Regions from separate parts of the Mus musculus genome. Here regions 1, 2, 3, 5, 6 and 7 are each linked to region 4. A link is a contact called in public ChIA-PET, HiChIP or PLAC-seq, Micro-C and promoter capture Hi-C data. All regions are on one chromosome and are shown on one strand. Each heading gives the region's core, a stretch centred on a gene start, on an enhancer-like site or on the middle of the called end of the contact. The rest is flanking DNA. Distances are from core to core; before and after follow the strand shown.

The links. Hi-C and Micro-C count contacts between places; a contact is called where the count stands out from the background. ChIA-PET counts read pairs in DNA pulled down with a chosen protein or histone mark. HiChIP or PLAC-seq counts read pairs in DNA pulled down with a chosen protein or histone mark. Capture Hi-C pulls out chosen DNA fragments and counts their contacts.
Region 1: a promoter capture Hi-C map of liver shows a contact between it and region 4, with 3 times the contacts expected there. The contact joins the promoter of Idh2 here to the promoter of Zfp592 in region 4. A contact is called at or near these places in 2 of 39 promoter capture datasets (liver and pre-B cells), 2 of 115 datasets of contacts at active chromatin or transcription factors (memory CD8 T cells and pancreatic cancer cells) and 1 of 9 other capture datasets (liver).
Region 2: a promoter capture Hi-C map of liver shows a contact between it and region 4, with 4 times the contacts expected there. The contact joins the promoter of Zfp710 here to the promoter of Zfp592 in region 4. A contact is called at or near these places in 1 of 39 promoter capture datasets (pre-B cells), 1 of 484 Hi-C or Micro-C datasets (B cells), 1 of 115 datasets of contacts at active chromatin or transcription factors (memory CD8 T cells) and 1 of 9 other capture datasets (liver).
Region 3: an RNA polymerase II ChIA-PET map of memory CD8 T cells shows a contact between it and region 4, with 45 read pairs. The contact joins the promoter of Cib1 here to the promoter of Zfp592 in region 4. A contact is called at or near these places in 1 of 39 promoter capture datasets (pre-B cells), 1 of 115 datasets of contacts at active chromatin or transcription factors (memory CD8 T cells) and 2 of 9 other capture datasets (adipose tissue and liver).
Region 5: a FOXA1 HiChIP or PLAC-seq map of pancreatic cancer cells shows a contact between it and region 4. The contact joins the promoter of 3110040N11Rik here to the promoter of Zfp592 in region 4. A contact is called at or near these places in 1 of 39 promoter capture datasets (cranial neural crest) and 2 of 115 datasets of contacts at active chromatin or transcription factors (microglia and pancreatic cancer cells).
Region 6: a Micro-C map of embryonic stem cells shows a contact between it and region 4, with 7 times the contacts expected there. The contact joins the promoter of Ramac here to the promoter of Zfp592 in region 4. A contact is called at or near these places in 1 of 39 promoter capture datasets (the 3T3-L1 cell line), 1 of 484 Hi-C or Micro-C datasets (embryonic stem cells) and 1 of 115 datasets of contacts at active chromatin or transcription factors (embryonic stem cells).
Region 7: an RNA polymerase II ChIA-PET map of memory CD8 T cells shows a contact between it and region 4, with 6 read pairs. The contact joins the promoter of Tm6sf1 here to the promoter of Zfp592 in region 4.

What each region holds. Positions count from the first base shown.
Region 1 is chr7:80,114,031-80,116,730 of GRCm38.p6, forward strand. It overlaps Idh2 (isocitrate dehydrogenase 2 (NADP+), mitochondrial), which reads right to left and starts at 1,320. Exons shown (of 11, transcript NM_173011.2): 1 at 1,132-1,320. The coding sequence starts at 1,246.
Region 2 is chr7:80,024,793-80,027,492 of GRCm38.p6, forward strand. Zfp710 (zinc finger protein 710) reads left to right here and starts at 1,436. Exons shown (of 5, transcript NM_175433.5): 1 at 1,436-1,691.
Region 3 is chr7:80,231,484-80,234,183 of GRCm38.p6, forward strand. Cib1 (calcium and integrin binding 1 (calmyrin)) reads right to left here and starts at 1,322. Exons shown (of 7, transcript NM_011870.5): 1 at 1,027-1,322; 2 at 861-895. The coding sequence starts at 1,077. Gdpgp1 (GDP-D-glucose phosphorylase 1) reads left to right here and starts at 1,410. Exons shown (of 2, transcript NM_178752.3): 1 at 1,410-1,722.
Region 4 is chr7:80,992,323-80,995,022 of GRCm38.p6, forward strand. It overlaps Zfp592 (zinc finger protein 592), which reads left to right and starts at 1,362. Exons shown (of 10, transcript NM_178707.4): 1 at 1,362-1,440.
Region 5 is chr7:81,788,196-81,790,895 of GRCm38.p6, forward strand. It overlaps 3110040N11Rik (RIKEN cDNA 3110040N11 gene), which reads right to left and starts at 1,260. Exons shown (of 5, transcript NM_026077.4): 1 at 1,160-1,260; 2 at 255-381. The coding sequence starts at 1,189.
Region 6 is chr7:81,761,548-81,764,247 of GRCm38.p6, forward strand. Ramac (RNA guanine-7 methyltransferase activating subunit) reads left to right here and starts at 1,406. Exons shown (of 3, transcript NM_025997.2): 1 at 1,406-1,509.
Region 7 is chr7:81,857,728-81,860,427 of GRCm38.p6, forward strand. Tm6sf1 (transmembrane 6 superfamily member 1) reads left to right here and starts at 1,274. Exons shown (of 10, transcript NM_145375.4): 1 at 1,274-1,813. The coding sequence starts at 1,722.

The DNA of each region.
Region 1 (2,700 bases), core at 70-2,569, 880 kb before region 4:
AGTGTCAAGGGCCCCGCCCTCTCCCTCCTCCTGGCCCCCAGCTTCGGTCAGCTGCTCCCACGGTGAGTTAACGATTACCACTCTAGCCAGAACAAACCCCATAGCCAAACCCACCCCCTCTTCCTCATTCCTCTGGCTAACCCCAAGGGGTTTTGAGCCAGGTCAGGATAGAATTTCCGTGGCAACAGGCATCAAAAGAGGCCACCAAGTGCTCTACATTGTTCCGTGCCTTTTGTAGCAAGGCGCTGAGTAGCAAGGGTATGAAAGATGCCCACATGCCAGGTTGGGCAATCTGTTAGTAATGGAGACTCTAAAACCCTGATTATTTTGTCCGGAGTTGCGCCTTCACGTCTAAGAAGTAAGCTGAAGGCAACGCAGAGATCTCATGGGAACGACTGACTGCAGAAAAATGACAATATGCGTGCAGTGCCAGGTCTCCACAGCTTGTATGCCAGGCAGGACCCACTCACATGCAGCAGCTCGTGGTTGGCCCAGCAAGGGGCCAGGAGAGGGCCCAGACTGAGCGTCCTGCGCAGCGAAGGGTGGGGGAGTGGCAGAGAAACAAAAGCGGGAAAAATGGAAGGACATTCCTCCAGCTGTCGAGTAAAGGTTCCAAAAATAGCTGACGTGGGCCTGTTGGAGAGGAGGGACCAGAGTACGCAGGGATTGGAGAGAAGGGGAAGTGGAGGCCTCTCCTCCTCGCCTTTGTCTGAGCCGGGAGCGCGAGGTGACCCTCCTCTGCCTAGGGCTGCAGCAGGCCGCTCCAGCCCCTCTTGGTCGCTTGTCCCCTCCAAAGGCCCAAGGCAGTCATGATACCCCACCCTGGGTCCAGGTACCTCTGGAAATGCTCCCCCGGAATACCTGGAGAACCCCAGCCCTGATAGGACCCAGCAATCCCGCCCCAGGCCACCAGCTGCCACTATCCCCTGGGTCCCCACCCCTGCGCCTGCAGCGGCCCAGGCGCGCGGGGCGCGGGAGCTCGGTGTAAGGCCACCTCCCGGCCCTTTGTAACCCGCACGCCGCTGTTCCCCGACCGCCGGCGTGTCGCGAGTGGCACTCCAGGGTCCCCCTCCCGGGACGTCGCCACGTCGCAGCGCTGCACGCGAGCCCGCCCCCCGGTGCGACACTCACAGTGGCGCCGCGGCTGCTCCGGCCAGCTGGGGACAGTCAGTGCTGCCGGTGCCCAGGTCCGCGCTGAGCCCGAGGCTCTGCAGAGCGAGCTCACAGCCCGCAGGTAGCCGGCCATCCCGAGCACGCGAGGTCCGAGCACGCCGCTGCACCGGGCTGTGCGGTGGGGACTCTAGGCTGGCCCTGGTGGCTGGGACCCAACCGGGGCGGAGCTGCAGAACCTGCCGCCCCATTGGGTCTCACCCGGGAGAAGGCGGGTCCACGCCAGGGCAGGAGCCTGCTCGACACCCTTGGGCCTGTTCCAGAGCTCAGGCGGCCCCAGTGCTGAGCCCGCGCTTTCTGGGAGCCTCCATATATCCTCAAAGCATCAGGTACCGGGGAGACCCATCGGGCCGCGGGGGCTCACGGCTGCAAGACTCCCCGCTTCCGTTAGAATGTCAGCTGCAGACACGTCGCCTTAGTCCCCTGCGTCCTTTGCGTTTAGCTGACCGACGGACCTGAGGCGCTTTCATCAAGACAATGACAAGCTTTGCCGTCTTGAACCTAGACCATGGCAACTTGGGTCTCCCCCAGGTAGCGTCCAGTTGGGTGGACTAACCAGGATCGAGAGTTGAAATGCCAAGTACGGTGGAGGCAAGAGGATGAGAAGTTAGGCTACATACCAAGTTCTAGACCAGCCTGGGCTATATGAGACGCTGCGGGGCGGGGCGGGGGGGGGGGCGGCTGGAAATCCTCCTTCTGCTCCTGACTAGGCCAAACTCCTAGCCCCAAAGTCCTTCATCATGGCCGACTCTGTCTCTTCTGGACATAAGAGTGCCTGCCAGGAGACTTCTGTGACATTTGTGTGTAAAGGTTTGAGGTATGTTCATCCTTCAATAGTACAACCACTGCCCAAGTTAATTATATTCTATGCTAGTAGTTATGTAGCCCTGAAGGAAAGCCCATGTCTCCTATATCCTAGGCAAAGGTCCATCCACAACCCAGCCCAACAGCTCCTAGTTTACCTGTTTGCGTGGGGAAACAAACAGAAACATACAAGCTAAATCCATCACTGTTCATTTTCTTGAAGTAGGGGTCACTGAAGTCTGGGTTTTGTGTATCAAATATCACAAATCCACCCCAGCTCTCCCAGTCACACCAACTCACTCCAGATGAGAGCAACCTTTCTGCCCTGTGCTCCCAGCTTCCCAACCCAGCTTCACAGTGTTGTCAGGTGGAGCTATGCCAGGAAAGTGGCCTTGAACTGCCAACATCAAAGCTTCCCTCCTGGAGTCTCAATCCATCCGAGTCACAGATTTGGTTCTGGGATCCAGTACAGAGAGTATATGCAAAGGAGAGACATCTGGGTCCCTCCAGGGACTGAGGAAAGGAATAGGAAAGTCTGGCCTGGGGCAGCATGTTCCAGAACAGTCTGAGAGCCCTTCTACGAGATTCCCAGTTCTCTTGTGTAAACACCGGTAAAGACCACAGAGGTTGTTGACTTGGGCTTTCATGCCATCCTGGAAATACCAGACCCCTGGACTCCAGGATCCACACGTGCAAGGTCGGAGAACAGACTTCCTATGCATCTTT
Region 2 (2,700 bases), core at 186-2,685, 970 kb before region 4:
GGAGCCAAGGAGATGCAGCCCGGAGGAAGGAGGGAAGGGGAAGGAAGAGCGCAGGGAGGGGAGAGGATCCAGGCTTCCCTTCAGCTCGGTGACCTGGTCCGGAGCCACAGCTTCCCTCGCTTTGTCTGGGCCCGCCGAGACCTCACGTTTCTCGCCCAGCTGCAGCCCCAGTCCAAGGGCCAGGCATCCAGCAGGTGCTCAATACTTACTTGGGAAAATAAGAAATGTGGCCAACTTTGCTCTGGGAACTTTTCCCCCGTGTTGTCTCCACTCCTCTGGAGAAGCCGAAGACAGAGCTGGTCTTGGGAGCACGCCCAGGCGCCCCATGAATAATTGACCCTTGGTGGCGACACTGCCCCGCTCTGTCCGCGGGCTCCGTACCCGCCCATGCGTCGGAGTCGAGCGGCGCAGCTCTTGAGTGGCGGGTGTCCGGGAGGTTGGAGGCGGGGTGTCCGGCCTGTCCCAGAGCTGGGAGGAGGCCAGGCTATGCCGAACCCCGGGCCCCGCGGGGAGCCACAAGGGCCCAGACCTCAGCGAACGACCACGCCTCGGCGCCCTCCAGCAGTGCACCCCGGGGTCGAGCCTAGGCCCTGGGCTTGGGGAGGATGCGAGGGACCCCGAACTCCTCTGAACCCCATTCGCACCCGGGTCCCGGTGATAGCAGCCGGGGCCGTTCCCTCGAGTCTGACCGTCCAGGGCTCTGCGAACAGCTGTTTAAAGGCTCTTTACTGTTGAGGGCTCTGCGGCGACGTTTGCTCTAAGTCCCATCTGCCCACTTAAAAAATATATTAAGTGAAGAGCACCCCCAGCTTCCACCCCTGACTGGGGAGGGGGCAGGTTGAGCCCTAACCCGTATTCGGAAGGACTGGCCACTCGGGCTCCCCCGACCCCAACCCCCATTAGCTCTTATTTGGGATAGGGCACCCCAGACTTCCTGGGGGCTGCTCTCTGGAGCCCCCTTTGTGCCTGGCAGGGACAGCCCCCCCATTTCCATGCGAGGTTCTGACGCTCCCTTCTCCCCCGCTTGTTAATCTTTGTTCCCCTTTTCTGCTGAGAGGAGGGGAAAAAAAAGAGGGAGAGGGCGAAAGAAAAGAAGGAAAAAGGCGTGACTCGATTTTCAAACGAAACTCCCACAGCAAACAAAACCCTTTTAGAGAAATAAAGGAGGAAGGAGGAAGAAAAGAGGGAAGGGGAAGAAAAAAAAGAGAAGCCTCCAGGCTTGCAATTCGAGTAGGAGAGTTGCAGCGAGAGAAAGAAAGAAAAGAAGAAAAATCCTCTCTGCGGTAGAAAGAGAAAAAGAAAACTTGGGCCGAGGAGAGGGGGGTGCTGGGGGGGTGGAAGGAAGTGAGAAAACAAAAGAGAGATAAAAGGGCTGCTTTTCTGTCTCTCTTCCTCTGCGAGCAGGCTTAGGAGGAGCTGTTTAGCATCCCTTCACGTCAGCCCTGCCTCATTCCCTTCTTCCAGGGAGGGAGAGAGCGCGAGCGAGAGAGCGAGCGAGCGCGAGAGAGAGCAGGAGGGAGAGAGAGAGGGGGGGAGAAAGAGAGGAGCCGGAGGGAGGGTGGCAGAGCAGGGCGGGCGCGCGTGGAGGCGGCGCGCAGCTGCAACCCGGGCGGTGGGCAGCAGGAGCCCCCGGCCCGCCCGGCCCGGCCAGCCGAGGGCCCCCAGCGCGAGGAGCCGCGCCCGGACCCAGGGTGAGTGTCCCGCGAGCCCGCGGCCCCGCCAGCCCCCGGGCGGCCCGCGGCGGGGTGGCTGGGGGGCGCGGGGGTGGGTCGCTGCGGCCGCGGTCGACCCGCCCCCCGCCTCTCCCCGGGGACGGCGGCGCGCAGGCAAACATGTCGTCTTTTCCTTTCACTTCCACATTCCCTCATGCCGGAGAGCTGGAGCGAGAGAAGGGGAAAGAGAGAGAGATGGCGTCTGGAGGGGGGGAGGAGGAGGGAGGAGAGGGGGAAGGGAAGGAGAGAGGAGAGAGAGAGACAGAGAGAGAGAGAGAGGAGAGAGAGAGAGAGAGAGAGAGAGAGAGAGAGAGAGAGAGAGAGAGAGAGAGAGAGAGAGAGAGAGAGAGAGAGAGAGAGAGAGAGAGAGAGAGAGAGAGAGAGAGAGAGAGAGAGAGAGAGAGAGAGAGAGAGAGAGAGAGAGAGAGAGAGAGAGAGAGAGAGAGGCACAGGCAGAGAAGCAGCAAAATGAAAGGAAAGCGCGGCGGTAGCGTGGGAGGCCGGGGAGGCGGCGGCGGCGGTCTCCGGCCCGCACGTGGGTGTCGCGGCGCTCGGGGATGCTCCCCCCGCACCCGGCCCGGGACTCAAAGTTTCACCCTTCGCCGCCCCGCCCCTGCGGCTGCCCACAAACTTTTTACTCCGGGAGCGGGTGGGGTGGCCGCGCGGCCCGGCCGGCAGGGTGGCTAGGGCTCAGCGCGCAGCTGGCGTGCCGGGCGCCCCTCGAGGGCAGCGGGCGTCACCAGCGCGGGACCCCGGCCCACCTCGGTGGCCCCGTCTCCGACCTGTTGAAGGCGCACCCCCCGGGCCGGGAACCGGTGGGCAGATCCCCACGGCAGATCTCGAGCCTCCCGTGGCTCGGCCTCCCTTCCTCGCCGCCCCCTCTCCCTCTCCTCGCGGTCATTTTCCTAATTGGACGGAGCTGTGGGGCGTGATCGTCGGCGTCAGACGGAGGAGCCCCCCGAATCGGGTGGTCTTCCCTCCACGACTC
Region 3 (2,700 bases), core at 72-2,571, 760 kb before region 4:
AAACCTCACATCAGCTGGACATGAAGATTGACTTAAAGATGGGGGGAGGAGCGGTCATGTCCATTCTTAGCTTTTTTTTTTTCCCAGTATGGCCACATTGGATACATTTCGTTTCTCTGCTTTTCAATATTGTCCCTTTCCTTGGCCTACTGAGGACAGGTAGCACAGCCTAGCTGGTTAGGACTGCCTGTGTGGGCCAAGTACCTGGACTCTAACATTACAGTAACAAAAACACATGTTACCTCCACTCCAGAGACTCCTCTCAGCCACCACCTCTTTCCCAGTAGAATTTCATTGTGGGGCTAGGAACCTAACTCAAGCGCTCTGGCCAGCAAATCACTTATAGTGTGCTTTATAGTCAAGTTCTCAGAACTCTCTGAACCTGATTCCTTGATCTGTAACCTCCTCCTGAAGTAATGTGTGGATCACTCAGGAGCTACTGGGCAGAGTAAGGGTTCAGTAAACGTTAACGGTTACTGAATTAAACAGGTAAAGTTGGGATTGGAGCGAGCCACGTACAAGACCTCTTGGTTTTGCCAGAGGGCAAAGTCCGCAAAGAGTCACAGCAGTTCCTTTTAGAAGCGAGCAGGAAGCTCGGCAGTGAGGAGGCTAGAGGAGCTCAAACAGTTCAACTTTTCCTGGATACACAGAAGTGTTTGCGTGGTGCAAAGGTGAGGCTCTGGAGCGGGTGGGACTTGCACTCTGAGCCTCCGACTCCAGATCCAGTGATCCTGACATCCCAGAAGCACAGCCCCACCCTCGGAGGTGAGACGTCCAATCCGTATCCCGCGAGAAAAGTACCCGCAAAGCCCTCCCCTGGCAATCCCGAGTTGGAGGACCGGGGTCAGGGCAGCACTCACAGGAGGATCTCCTGCTTGGTCAGGAACGTCAGGTCCTGAAAGGCAAATCCAGACAAGGGTCTGCAAGCCGCCCGAAAGCCACGGCCGCCCCGCCACCTGTTCCCCGAACCCCACTCCCCTGCGCGGGCTCGCACGCGAGCTCCGCGAGAACTGGCGCCCCGCGCACCTGGTACTCGGCCAGCAGCTCCTTAGACAGGCGACTGCCCGAACCTCCCATCGCCGCGGTGCGCGCACAGCTAGGCCAACTCTCCCCGGGACGCCGGCAACTTTCTCACTTCCGTCCTCGGGGCCGCGTCCCCGCCCAGTCCCCGTAGCAACCGCTGCCTGGCCTCCGCCCCCGGGCCCGCCCCTGCCTACAGTGCCCCGCCACCCTTAGCGCCGCTCAGCGGGCCGGCTCCCGGCTCCCCGCGGGCCCAGGAGAGCTGGAGGGAGGGCCCGGGGAGGAGCCGGACGCATCGGGGCGGGGCCCAGGCCTCGTGGCCCCGCCTTCTAGTGGGCGGGGCGGAACGAGCCATGCGCACGTGATGCAGACTGCGCCTGCGTCGCGGTCTTCACGCGTTTGCTGAGTTCCGGGACCCGTCTGTGCACTGAGCCTTGAGATGCATCCGCCTCACCTAAATCAAGTGCAGAAGACCCCAGCTCTGGGTGGAGGCGGGTAACCTCCATACTCGCTCCCGGGCTGGAGGAGATCCGGTGCCCCTCTGCGGATAGGGTCAGTCCTAGACTGTCTCACGGGACAAGAGCTGCAGCCTCTGCCACCGTGCCAATTCTTCCAGAAGAAGCTTAGCTTCCTCTTGAAGTGGCTCTTGAAGGTGTTTACTGGATTGTGCAGTTATCGCCCATTCGTGGAACAGTTAGCAAGGTAGGCTTCCATTTTACAAACAGGTTCAATTTCAGTGATGTGTCCGGACTCCGGTATTTAGAGGTCAGTTCTGTCCACAGGTCCCTCCTGCTGTTTTATCGTCACAGCTGGGGTGCCTCCTTTGATTCCTCCCACAAATTGCGAGCTTCCAGCTGTAGGAACCAAGATTTGCCCTTCTCTCCTCTCAAATAATAATCAGATGCAAGTATGAACATATTTACACTGTGTGAAAAAGTGAAGATTCCAAGCTTCCGGAGGAGGAAATGTGGATTTTGTGATCTGGGTGGTCAACTTGGTTGGATCTGGAGTCAAGGAGAAGGGAAACAGCTTGACACTCCTGTGAGGGATTTTCTTTTTTCTTTTTTTTTTTTTTTTTTGCTTCGTCACCTGGCACAACAGGGCCAAGTCAATTACAATTTATTTGAGAATATTTTAACTTCGTACTGGACTGGTATTCATTCCTAGAGAAGTCTGGTCCTTCATCCGGCCAGTCCAGCTAGATGTTCCATACCCTCTGGGTAGGAGACTGTAAACCTTGCTTCTCATGCTTCTTTCTCTCTGCTCCTTCTTTAGCCTCCAGGAGAGGTGCAGGCTCTACCGCAAAGCCCAGGGGCTATGGCTTGCTTTCCTGGTCCACTCAGGGTCTTACCTCATAGAAACCCCTGAGCAGAGGGATTTTCTTGATCAGTTTATTTGAAGTGCGAAAATCTACTGCGGCAGTGCGCTCAGGTGGCAACCCGTACCAAACGGAAACGGAAGATGGCTTTTGGCCTGTTTGCCTTGGCTTGCTGATAAGTCTCTATCCTGTACCTGCCACTAAGGATTTCCTTTAATGACATTAGAATCATAGTGTTCCAGCTGCCAACTCAGATTGAAGACCAACAGCTCTCTAGGAACCCAGCACCGGCTTGGGACTGCAGAGATGCATCCTTGGGGACAGCTGCCGCTGTTGATCAGCCCAGACAATACTGAGTAAAC
Region 4 (2,700 bases), core at 112-2,611:
CCAAGAGCTGGGATTACACACATGCACTACCGCACGGGACAAATATTTCTATCTTTATTCATCTTTCGAATCTTGTTGGACAACACGCCTTTTCCTTGGACTTCCTCTTCCCCATTTCCCATCTTTCTGGGATATAAACTATAAATGACTCTGTCTTTGGCTCCTTGAGCTCTCGCTCTCTCTCAAACTGGAACAAATGAAACAAACCTTTCTTTTTACTCCTTCTTAAGATGGAGGCTAGTTTTCCCTTCCTCTCCCTGCCAAACTTCTGGAAAGAATAATTTCTCGTAACTGCCTTCACTCCTTCATCACTACCGCACTCCTCATGCAGGTGTTGGGTTCTGTCGGGTCCTGGCACACAGCAGACTCAGCTGAATGTCAGCTCTGGCCCTTTTGCCAAGTGTGGGCTTTTTCCTGGTTTCTTCGGGAGGAATTTGCTCATGCTTAGCAATCCTGCCTGGCACCAGAACTGGCCTGCCAGTTCCCACCGTCCGACCCTGCTGCCTTACTATCGCGTCCCCAAGGGACTCCAGGTTCTTGGAAAGTCCTGCGGGTCAACTTGGTAATTTTTTTGTCGGCCGCCTCTCCGAGTTCTTGCCCTGGAGTCACAGCCTCCCTGGTGAGCCTGCGAATTGCCAGTCCACCCTGAGAGGTTATCAGCTCCCTCCACCCCAACCCCTCCACCTCCATTCCACTCTCCGAGCGTCCCTTGGCTCCCCCAGAGGTAACACGTCTGAGCGCCCCGCGCCCGCAAGCATGTCCTTCCATCCTGCGACGAGTAGCCATTTAAGGCGCACCTGAGTGCCCAGGCCCACTGCCCTCCTGCTTCCTTTCACTTAGCAGTGCTGCCTAGGCCCGACTCGCCCAGCTCTCCGCGAAGACGACTTCTTCCGAGCTCTTGAGGCGCTCGGCGTCCGGTCGGCCCATAGCCGCGAAGGTACAACGCGTCCCTCCGGCAGGCGGCCTGGGCCGCACCGAGGCCTCAGAGGCGCGTCCGAGCTTCCCGGGCCCAGGTGGCCGGGAGAGGCCGCGCCAAGGGCGGCGGGAGCCAGCCCAGGTCGGAGTCCCGGTCCTGCCTGCGCCGTCCTCGCCCCGCCCCTCCCCGGAGTCAGCGTAGCCAGGGTCGCACCAGCCTGAGGCGGGAGGGAGGCGGAAGGCGCGGGGCCGGGCCAGGCCAGGCCGGGCCGGGCCGGGCCGGGGCAGCTCTATAGCCGCACCGCCCTGGCCGGTGCCCAGGCCCGAGTCGCCTTCCGCCCGCCCTTCCCACCCGCGGCCTCAGCCAGGTCCCGCCGCCAGCCCGGCTCCCGCCCCCGCTCCGCCCCCGGAGCCGCAGCCCCGCCCGCCACCGCCGTCGCCATGTTGTGGCTCCCGCAGCCGGCGCTGGGGACGCGCGCGGCCGAGCCCGGGGCCTGTCGCTGCCGCCGCCGCCGCCGCCGCCAGGTAAGCGCCCCCCGCCGCCTGGACGGGGCGAGGCCACCATCCGGGCCGCTCCAGCTCGGGCAGGGGAGTCTGAGAGGAGCGGGCTCTGCCCGCGCCGCGGCCCGGCCCTGCAGCCTGGTGGACCCTGCCCGCCGCCCCAGGCGGCAGCCACTTCCCCCGATCGCCGCCAGGCGGGCCCTGGCCACCACCCTACCCCGCCCCCGGCCCGGACCCCTTCCGCCGCCGCCGCCCGCCGATCGGGGCGGCCCGGGCACTCCGCTGTCGTCCCGCGCGCGACAGGCGGCCGCCCGCCGAGCCCCCGGCCCAGGCAGGGATAACGGTGCACTTCACCAGGCTGGGACGCCCTGTCAGCTCCACGGTCCCCGCCGCGCGAGGACCTGGCGCCGTCACTGGGCAGACACTTAGAACATCGGCCCTCCTCGGCGCCCCTCAGTCTCCCCCTCAGCCTCGCCCAAGTTCTGACCCCGGGGGTTCCTTCTCCCGGGGCAGACAAGTCTTCCTCCTCCAGAGTTGGGGTGCTTAGGGGGGGGTGACCAGGCCTGTTGATCAGGCTTGAACTGATTTCTCTGCGGGGTCTCTTCCTGCCAACCGAGGGGCTAGTGGGGAAAGGCTCCGTGTGACCCGGGGAGGGGGAGGACAGGAGAGCGTCTGCTGGACAGATGGCCTCCTGGCCTTGAAGCAGCTTTTGTGAGGGGGAGGGGTCCGTATGACCTTAGGTATGCCTGCTCTTGAGAACCTAAGATTATTGGAGGTGGTCAGGTATTTTTTTTTTTTTTTAACTATTTTTACGAGCAGACCAGAGGTGACATTAAAAGTCCAGGGTTGAAACAACCTACAGGCCCACCCAGGGAGCATGCTTTGTAGCCAGGACAAGCCTAGATAGTTTCTGCTTTAGGAGAGTGGGATTCGGGTGGGTAAAATGGGTTTGGACCAGGGTTTGCCCGTGGCCTGTGCTCGTGTAGGAGCTAGAGTGTGATTGTGTCAGGTGTACACCGGCTGAGCACACAATGTGCTTGGCCTGATGGGTGCTGAGTGGGACTTCAGAAGTCTATTTGCTAAACTGACAGGTACATTACAGTGGGAAAGAGAAAGGAGCCTGGTGCTTTTTTTTTTTTTTTTTTTTTTTTGGACCATTTCTACAGCTCCACTGAAGATGGCTTTGGTTCATTACCCCTCCCCCCATCTCCACTTTTAACCAGGTTGGCCACCAAGCTCCGGTCTTAAACCTCCCCCGTAGTTGGGACTTCAGGCAACCATGCC
Region 5 (2,700 bases), core at 10-2,509, 800 kb after region 4:
GCCCATCTACAAAATACCACATTTTTAAAAAGGAAAAGATACACAGATTCCATCTGATTTGGTATTAAATATTGTACATTTTCTTTCAAATACCTCTATATGAGACTATAGAATGTTTAGATGGAGAAGCTTCTAAACGCAGACATAAAAAATACCATTTACAGTTACAGGATAAGCTTTTAGATAACAAGGCAAAAATAAGATGAAAACGCTGCTTTATCCACATCCAAATCCCACCCAGTGCTCAGACGTACCTGTCACAGCGTTCTGTCTGGAGCCAGGTTTGGCATGAATGGCTATGGTGACAAAACCTTTAGGGTCAGTTGCTACAGGCCCTGCAGCAGGAGGTGCTGTCTCTGGTTCTTTGGTTTGGTTTTTACCCTAAAATGACACACAATTTCACAGGTAACAAAATACTTCAGTTATTTTGAGCCATCACTACCCTCACCTTCACTAAACTGGGCCTACATGCAGAAACTAGCCACCACCGTGCTCCTCCCACATCCCTTCATGATCCAACATACAGAGACAGAGAGGGGGGTGGGGTGGGGCTGTCTCTGTGTAGGTATGTGTTCTACTTAAGATCTCTTGGCTAGCTTAGGACTTGTTCCCACAGTCTACTTTATCGTTTCTATTTCTCAAGAGAAGGGGCATTTATTAGTCATCTTTATAGCCAATGCATCCTAACGCTCAAGAGTGGGTGAGGAGTCCATTGCAGAAAGAACGACGACTGGTATTTAAATGCCATCTAACAACTTAACAGAAAACAACTTCCAGGGCAGTATGCGGACAGCGGGTATGAAGAGGAATAAGGATTCAAACTCCCTGACTTCAAGGGGCTGGGATCACAGCGACAGAAAACAAAGGGATATTAGGGGAGGGAGTGCAGTCTCATTGACAGAAGGAAGCGATCAGCCACCATAGGGAGGCAGAACGCACAGCCTGCCGGGAAGTGTAACCCTCAGAGTGAGAGAGCAAAGACGGTGGTCAGCGGGTGCGCAGTGGAGCCTACTCATCCTTAGGGCGAGCTAATGTGCGACCCAGGAAGTCTCAGACCTGGACCCGAAGGGAGGTCTTCCGCCCTCCAGGCGCTGCGTCTGTTCCCCGCCAGTGTAGCCCCGTGGCCCACCCTCTCCACAACACGAGGCTTGCCACTGGCCTTGCTTGTCGCACCGGCTTTCTTAGGCATTGTGGAACCACACAGGAGTCTAACAGAGGCCAAGCACACCGACCTACAGCAAGCAGCAGCATCCCAACCACGCAGGCGCCAGCGTGGCGGAAGAGTTCTGTGCGCCTGCGCAAGTCATGGGCGGAAGCGGCAGGCGCGTCGGCCGGCACCTAAGAGTGCCACCTCGCCCCGAGATGGCACTGTTTTCCTTCCTTTGCAACCTGCCAGCCTCAGGGTGTGATCCATTGGTGAGCCATCTTTGCCAGCAGAGGGAAAATTGTCACCTATCCTTAGGGTTGGCAAGAGCAGCCAGCCTCGGTGCTCGCCTGCCCAACGCGGCACCATGGCAATTCGCACAGGGCAGTGCGCAAGGAGAGGAGATCCACTGTGGAGTTGAATACAACCGTTCGTGAAACTGAAGCAGAGGCAAATCAATGCAAGTGCTAAAGTTAGGGACTGGCCTTGTCCAATAAGGTTAGAATGTATAGATGGTATATGCCCAGAGGTAGGAAGATCTGCTACCTAAATGGGAGATGGCTTGTTACCATTTTGAGGATCTTTGGGACCTGAATAATCTGAGATGGGGAAAAGATTAACTGAAGATGCCCGAGTCTACGGCTAGCAGTTGTGGCAGTCCGAGGGGGAGTTTTCAGGGTACATTAAGTTTGAAATGATTGGAGACATCCAAGTGGAATAGTTAAGGAGCTACCTGAATACATAACCAAATTATCAGTGACCTGTGCCAGTGAGAGGGGAGTTAAGGAGGAGGACAGAGACTGTGACAAATGTCAAAGGGCGACAGCATTCAGATTCACAAACAGGTGAGACTGGAATGTGAGTGCTGAAAACAGCCACTAAAGGTTGGGATCAGAATGGGATGTCTCATTTTACTCTCCCAGAGACACCCTTTCCACATGACACGTTAAGTGGTGTGTTGTGAGAAAGTGGCTAAAGCCTAAGACTCAGGTGATTCAGGTGTTAAACCACACCACACCTTTTTTGAAATACATTACAAATAGAGGCACAAAGTGGAGCCAAAACTATACTGTAGTAATTTGATGAATTTTGAGGTGAAATCATGATGCCCTAAAAATATTTACATTACGATTCATAACAGTAGCCAAATTAGTTAGGAAGTAGCAACAAAAGTAATGTTACCGTTGGGAGTCATCACAGCATGAGGAACTGTATTAAAAGGTTGCAGCATTAGGAAGGTTGAGAACCACTGCTCTAGAGACTTGACAGTTTTTATCAGGGGAGGAACACGGATTGGTGTATTTCTGATGGTGCCTGGATGGGCAAAGGAGGGGGAAGCAATGTCCTCTAAGGAACCGTCAGCCTTCTCCACAGGTACCTCTAGAGTACCTCATCACCAGCTAGAAAGGACAGGACCCCGCCTCAGGTCAATCTGTCACACAGCCACTTGCCCCAATGGAAAGAACAGGGGTTTGTAATCCAAATGGCAGAAACCCAATGTAAAATTCTTAAGACTTGATCTTAGATTTGACAATGGAGTTAAGGGTTTGTTTGGC
Region 6 (2,700 bases), core at 156-2,655, 770 kb after region 4:
GAGTTATGTACGGTGTTATATACTAGTGTGATGTACAAATTAAAGGTGTGTATAAACAGGTAGAAAATGGTATTAACACATAAAGTTCTGAAGGTACTGTGGAACCCAGCAGAAGTAAAACTCATTCCCTGTAAAGTCTTAGAGAATGGATGTAATATCAATGTCAACATCTGGAGGTCGTGGTGGTGGTGAGGTGGTGGGGTGTGTGTGTGTAGGGGAGTGGCAATATTCTAAGCATAAGGGAACACTGGCAAGCTATAAAAACATAATGAGTATTCGTGAACTACTGCATTTGGTCTGCTTTACTGTGAGGGAATGAAAGAGAAATATCAGAAAATAGAATTTTGAATCCAAATTAAGATTGTTGGCCTTGGCAGCAAGGAGTTATTGAATATCTTGCATCCCAGTTGTGCTTGAATATGACTATAACTACGGCAGTTGTCTGGTGATATGCTGGTGAGGGGCAGTGACTTAGGAAGAAGGGCATCGGTGCTCTGTTCAGGGAGTGTAGAGAGAACTTGGATGAGGAGTCAGTGGGGATGGGAATGGATGAAAACCAGAGTCACAAGGACCAAATAACAGAACGAGACATCTGACCAGGGCGTGGAAAGAAAAGGTATTCTTTTTTTAGCTTTATTTTATTTATGAGTACACTATAGTTGTTTCCAGACACACCAGAAGAGGGCATCAGATCCCATTACAGATGGCTGTGAGCCACCATGTGGTTGCTGGGGATTGAACTCAGGGCTCCAAGAAGAGCAGTAAGTGTTCTTATCCTCTCCAGCCCTAAGGTATCCCATTTTGACACTAAACTTTCCAGGCTGATCGTATTCCCAAGAGGAGGGCAAGGTCCGGGGAGCAATCTGAGAAAAGTGGCTAGTCAACAGCTGGCATTGCCACACTTGCAAACAACCGAGAAGAGCGGAGACTTCGGGAGCGAGCGGAATACGGGCAGTGGAGGCGTGGGTTCGTCTCTGCAAACACACATAGACAACGGTGCGCAGGAGCCTTACTGCCCAGGCCGGCTAAGAACCGGGTGGGCATCGCCCAAGCAGAGCAGTCTCGTCTGCTCCTCCGCCCCGCCGCCCGGGCTCCGGCTTTGGGGTCTCCATTGACAAGCAGCCTTCCCTCCTAGTCCTACTCTCAGACTTCCCGTACCAGTGCACCAGGCACTGCCAGTTCGAGGGATTTTATACATGACGATATCCTCTCCCCGACGGTCACCAGGCACTGGCTGCGAATGACCGCACTGCCCACCATCGCCACTTTGCTCGACCCTGCGGAGCTTCCCTAGGGCCGCGCCAAGGTTCGAATGTGAGGGGCGTGGCGGGGGGGGAGGGGGAAGCGAGGATTTCTAGATCTCGAGAGACTTGGCACGAGACTCCGCCTTACACGCTCCGGAAGCGGAAGTCGGGTGGTTGAGGGATTCCTGAGCGTTTGTTTACCTTGGAGAGCCGGGTGGGGTGCGGCGGTGTGGACGCCCGAGGTCTCCAGTGCGTCCCATGAAGGGTGAGTACCGCACATGGCGGATGAATCTCCCACCCGGGGCGGCGGAGGTGATGGGGGCCTGGGGCCGGAAAGTGCGAGAGGCCGGAGGTCGCTGCCCCTCGGAGCCTCTTTCTCCGCAGCTCGGCTCCTGACGGCAGTTCTGGAAGGAGCCGCTTTGTCCCGGCCGTCGTCAGCCGCGCGTCGGCTGGCGGGCTGGGATGCGCAGTGGTTAGTCAGTCATCCTGCTCCGTGCTCGGGGCTCCGCTCTGGAGAGCAGCCGAGCCAGGGTCGGCCGACCGCAGGCAAAGCTCTGTGCGGTTCTCTATGTGGTGAGGAGGTTGGTGGGATCCAAGTGCCAGGAAGGCTGTCGGCCGCAGCGACAGAGAGCGCGCGGCCCCTGGTTGCCCGTGCCTGACCTAGCTTGTAGCTGGTGACGACCGAGGCGACGAGGGTCGTCGCCTCTCCGAGTTCCTCCGTGGAAGCTCGAGTTTCCTCGTAGGCTGCTAGGACTGAGATCCTTGGGTCTCTAATCCTGCCCACTCAGATCGAGACGTGTGTGTGCACAGCTCCTCTGCCCACGCACGCCTTTGCGGGGTGGGGAAGAATTGTCTGTCTGCGGGTTGTGTGTCTGTCTGTCTGCGGGTTGCGTGTGCTGGCGCCCGCAGAGGCCGGAAGAGGGCGTCTGTTCCCCTGGAGCTATATTACAGGCAGCTGAGAGCAGCGTGGGTGCTGCGATCTGATCTGTGGTCCATCGGAAGGGTAGTGAGCGCTCTCGACCACTGAGCTATCTCTCTGACACTTCCCTCATCTTTTGAGGTTTCTTCCAAGACCCCCTTCCCCCCAGCCGTATTTTCTTAATATTATTTATTCTATTATTTCTTTTATATGTTTATTATATAATTATATTTTATATATTATGTAATTGTGCTTTATGTGATTATTATACATATGTATTGTATATTTTTACATCATAATAACATTTTTCCCTTTCCTCCCTTTAGACCCTCCCTTTATCCCCTCAGCTCTTTCAAATTCATAGTCTCTTTAGTAATATGTAGATATATACAACCTGCTCAGTTCATATATTGTTACTTATGCGTGTGTTTTCGGGGCTAATCAAATATGGCATTAGAGAACCAGTTGGTGTGCTCTTCCCTTGAGAAGACTATTTCTCTTGCTCTCCGCATTCCTTGGTTGCCTGTAGTTCTTTGT
Region 7 (2,700 bases), core at 24-2,523, 870 kb after region 4:
GGGACTCCCTCTGCCTCCATCTCTTAGTGCTGGGATTTCAGATGAGCCCCCATCAAAGTCAGTTCATGAAGTGCACGAGGACAGAGCCTTAAGATTTGTGCACACAAAGCAAGCACGATCAACTACACCCCCAGCCTCTATTAAGTTATTTCCATAAATATGATTCTGAATTTTAAAAAAGCCCAAGCATGGATGAGAAGGAATAGAAATGATATGCAGCAAGTGTCTAGGTAGACAAGAAAGATTCAGAGCAGCCCGAGAGACTCAGGATACACGCAGACGGCTAAAGCAGCTCGGTGTGGGATGTGGAGGAGGTTGGACTGGCTGGGAAACTGGCCTAGGAGATGGCCTGGAGGAGAGAAGGCGCTTTGGGGAATGAAGGAGGTGGTAAAGGCAAGGAGCGATCATGGAAGATCGTGAGCGATGTCCAGGTTCCCACTGAGACTTCTGGGAGAAGCTTTGCGAGATGCTGCCGTTTGGACAGTCTTTACCCTTTTGTGCCCATTGTTGGCTGAGTTTTCAAGAAAAGGGAGGGCAGATAGTAGGAGAGCTGGCTTTGGAACAACCGACTGTCCTGGTGCAGGTTCATTTTCCTCACATTGAAAATGAGCCAAATGACCTGTAAGCCTCTGACCTAAAGACAGGAAGGCGCGCACTCTGCTGCCCCCACTGTTGCTCCGGAGCCCACTTCTTTTCCCTTCCCTGGGGCCATACCAACAGGACTCAGGCCCAGGGGGCTTCCTGAGCACACCCTGCTCAAGCAGCTCTTTGGGCGGCACTCTCATGCTCTACACCCAGACGTCTGGGAATATTCCACGAAGAGCCCTAATCTTCAGGACCTGCCAGGCTAGCCGGTGGTAACCTGGCCTCCAAAAACACTCCAGGCAAGGAATGAACGCTGCCTCAGTGTCTTACATCAGGGCATTCCTCTGAGGGTCAGTTCTGCTACAAAAAAAGAAAGGGAGCAGGAGACAGACCAGTGTGCTGAGCAGTGCAGGGCAAGCACTCCACGCTTGTTAACTCGGTCGATTTCCACAATCATACGAGGGAGCAGGTTATTCCCATTTCACAGAGAAATGATACAGAATGTTTCAGTAACTTGATCAAGGTCAAGGGGCGGTGAGTGAGCAACCAAGGTGGAAAACAAATATTTCCACTTGGCACTGGAACATTGGTTGCGGACGTTGATGGCAGCTGTGTGTAGGGAAGGGGTGCGCGCGGGGGGTGGGGTGGGAGGGCGGCACAGTGTTGTTCCAGGAGCATCTGTCCCCACAGGTCTCTGAGCCGATCTCGCGGGCCTGCGGGCTCTGACACCCTCAGATCTGGCTCCACCCTCTGCTGGCCCTTGGCTCAGCCCAGCTCCGTTCCAGCTCGAGGATGCCCAGCTCCCATCTGTGACCCGCGTCCTTCGCCGGGCCCTTCCTTTTCCCATTAAAGCAAGCGTCCTGGGGCGCTTGTCTCCTCGCGGTGGCTGCTGAGCCCTTGCGTTCGTTAGCAGGAGCCTGGTGGGGACGCCTCTGGGGATCGTACAGCGGCCCTAGAGCACCCGGGTGGTGCCTCTCTCTGTGCGCGCCGGGCAGCTACGGGCGACGGGGACGCGCAGAGGAGACGCGGCCGGGGGCCGCCTGGAAGGGCAGCGGCGAGGGGCGCGGCGCCGCCGGAAGCTGAGCCAGGGGACCCCCGGCGCGATGCGGTGAAAGAAGAGCGACCCGGAGGTGGCAATGAGTGCCTCTGCGGCCACGGGGGTTTTTGTGCTGTCCCTCTCAGCCATCCCGGTCACCTACATCTTCAACCACCTGGCGGCCCAGCACGAGTGAGTGAGCGCGCGCGGGGTAGACAAGAGCCCGCAACTTTTCCGCGGGTTTGGGACCGCGGCTTTGGGACTGGGTAGCTTCCAGAAACGCCACGCCCGCAGCATGAGGGAGGCACCAGGGTCACCCGGCCCTAGGTCCTCAAACTGGGCTAGGGCAGTTCAAGGTCTGAGAGCTGGGCGCCTGCTCTTTGCCAGTACTGGGTGGGTAGCTGATATTACCAAGGTCAATACCGAAATGCCCCTGCCTCCGAGGCTCTCAGACACTAGAGGGGTGCAGAGCAACACGGAAGGCACGAACCGCCTTATTTGAAAGGAACGCTTTCCTTGTATGGACTTTCACATACTTACCATTTTATAATTTTAGAAACTGTTGTGAGCGGCTAACAGAAATAACCATGGTTTTCTGAGCCTTTGCTACTAACAGGGTGACCTGGCTTTAGTGTTCTGGTCTGTCTTTGCACCTCAAGGATCTTGTGGGAACTTTGTGCAAGGGCGCTGTGAAAGGGATAGAGGTTCGATGCTGGCCAGGAGCAAAGGTTCAGTGATCAGTTTAATGCTAAGGAACCGACGAATTCTGTAAGGGCTCTGGGTCCCAGTCTTGGCTTTCACTTCTCTAAAGGGATCACTGACTGACGAGCCCCCATGGGCAGCCGAAGGCCTGGGTGGTCAGTGGAAAGGCGCCAGCGGTGGCCCTGCTGAAGTTGATTGTGGGCTGCTGGAGGAGGAAGTAACTGGCTGTGCTTTTCATAGCAGTTGGTGCTAAGGAAATTGCATCAATCTATACCCTGCAGCCCGTGCCAGACCTCCAGACTGCTAGCGGAGTATGCACACAGTCAATGGTTTTCTCTCACTGCTGAGGTCACCTCATCCAGACGGCATGAGTGAGC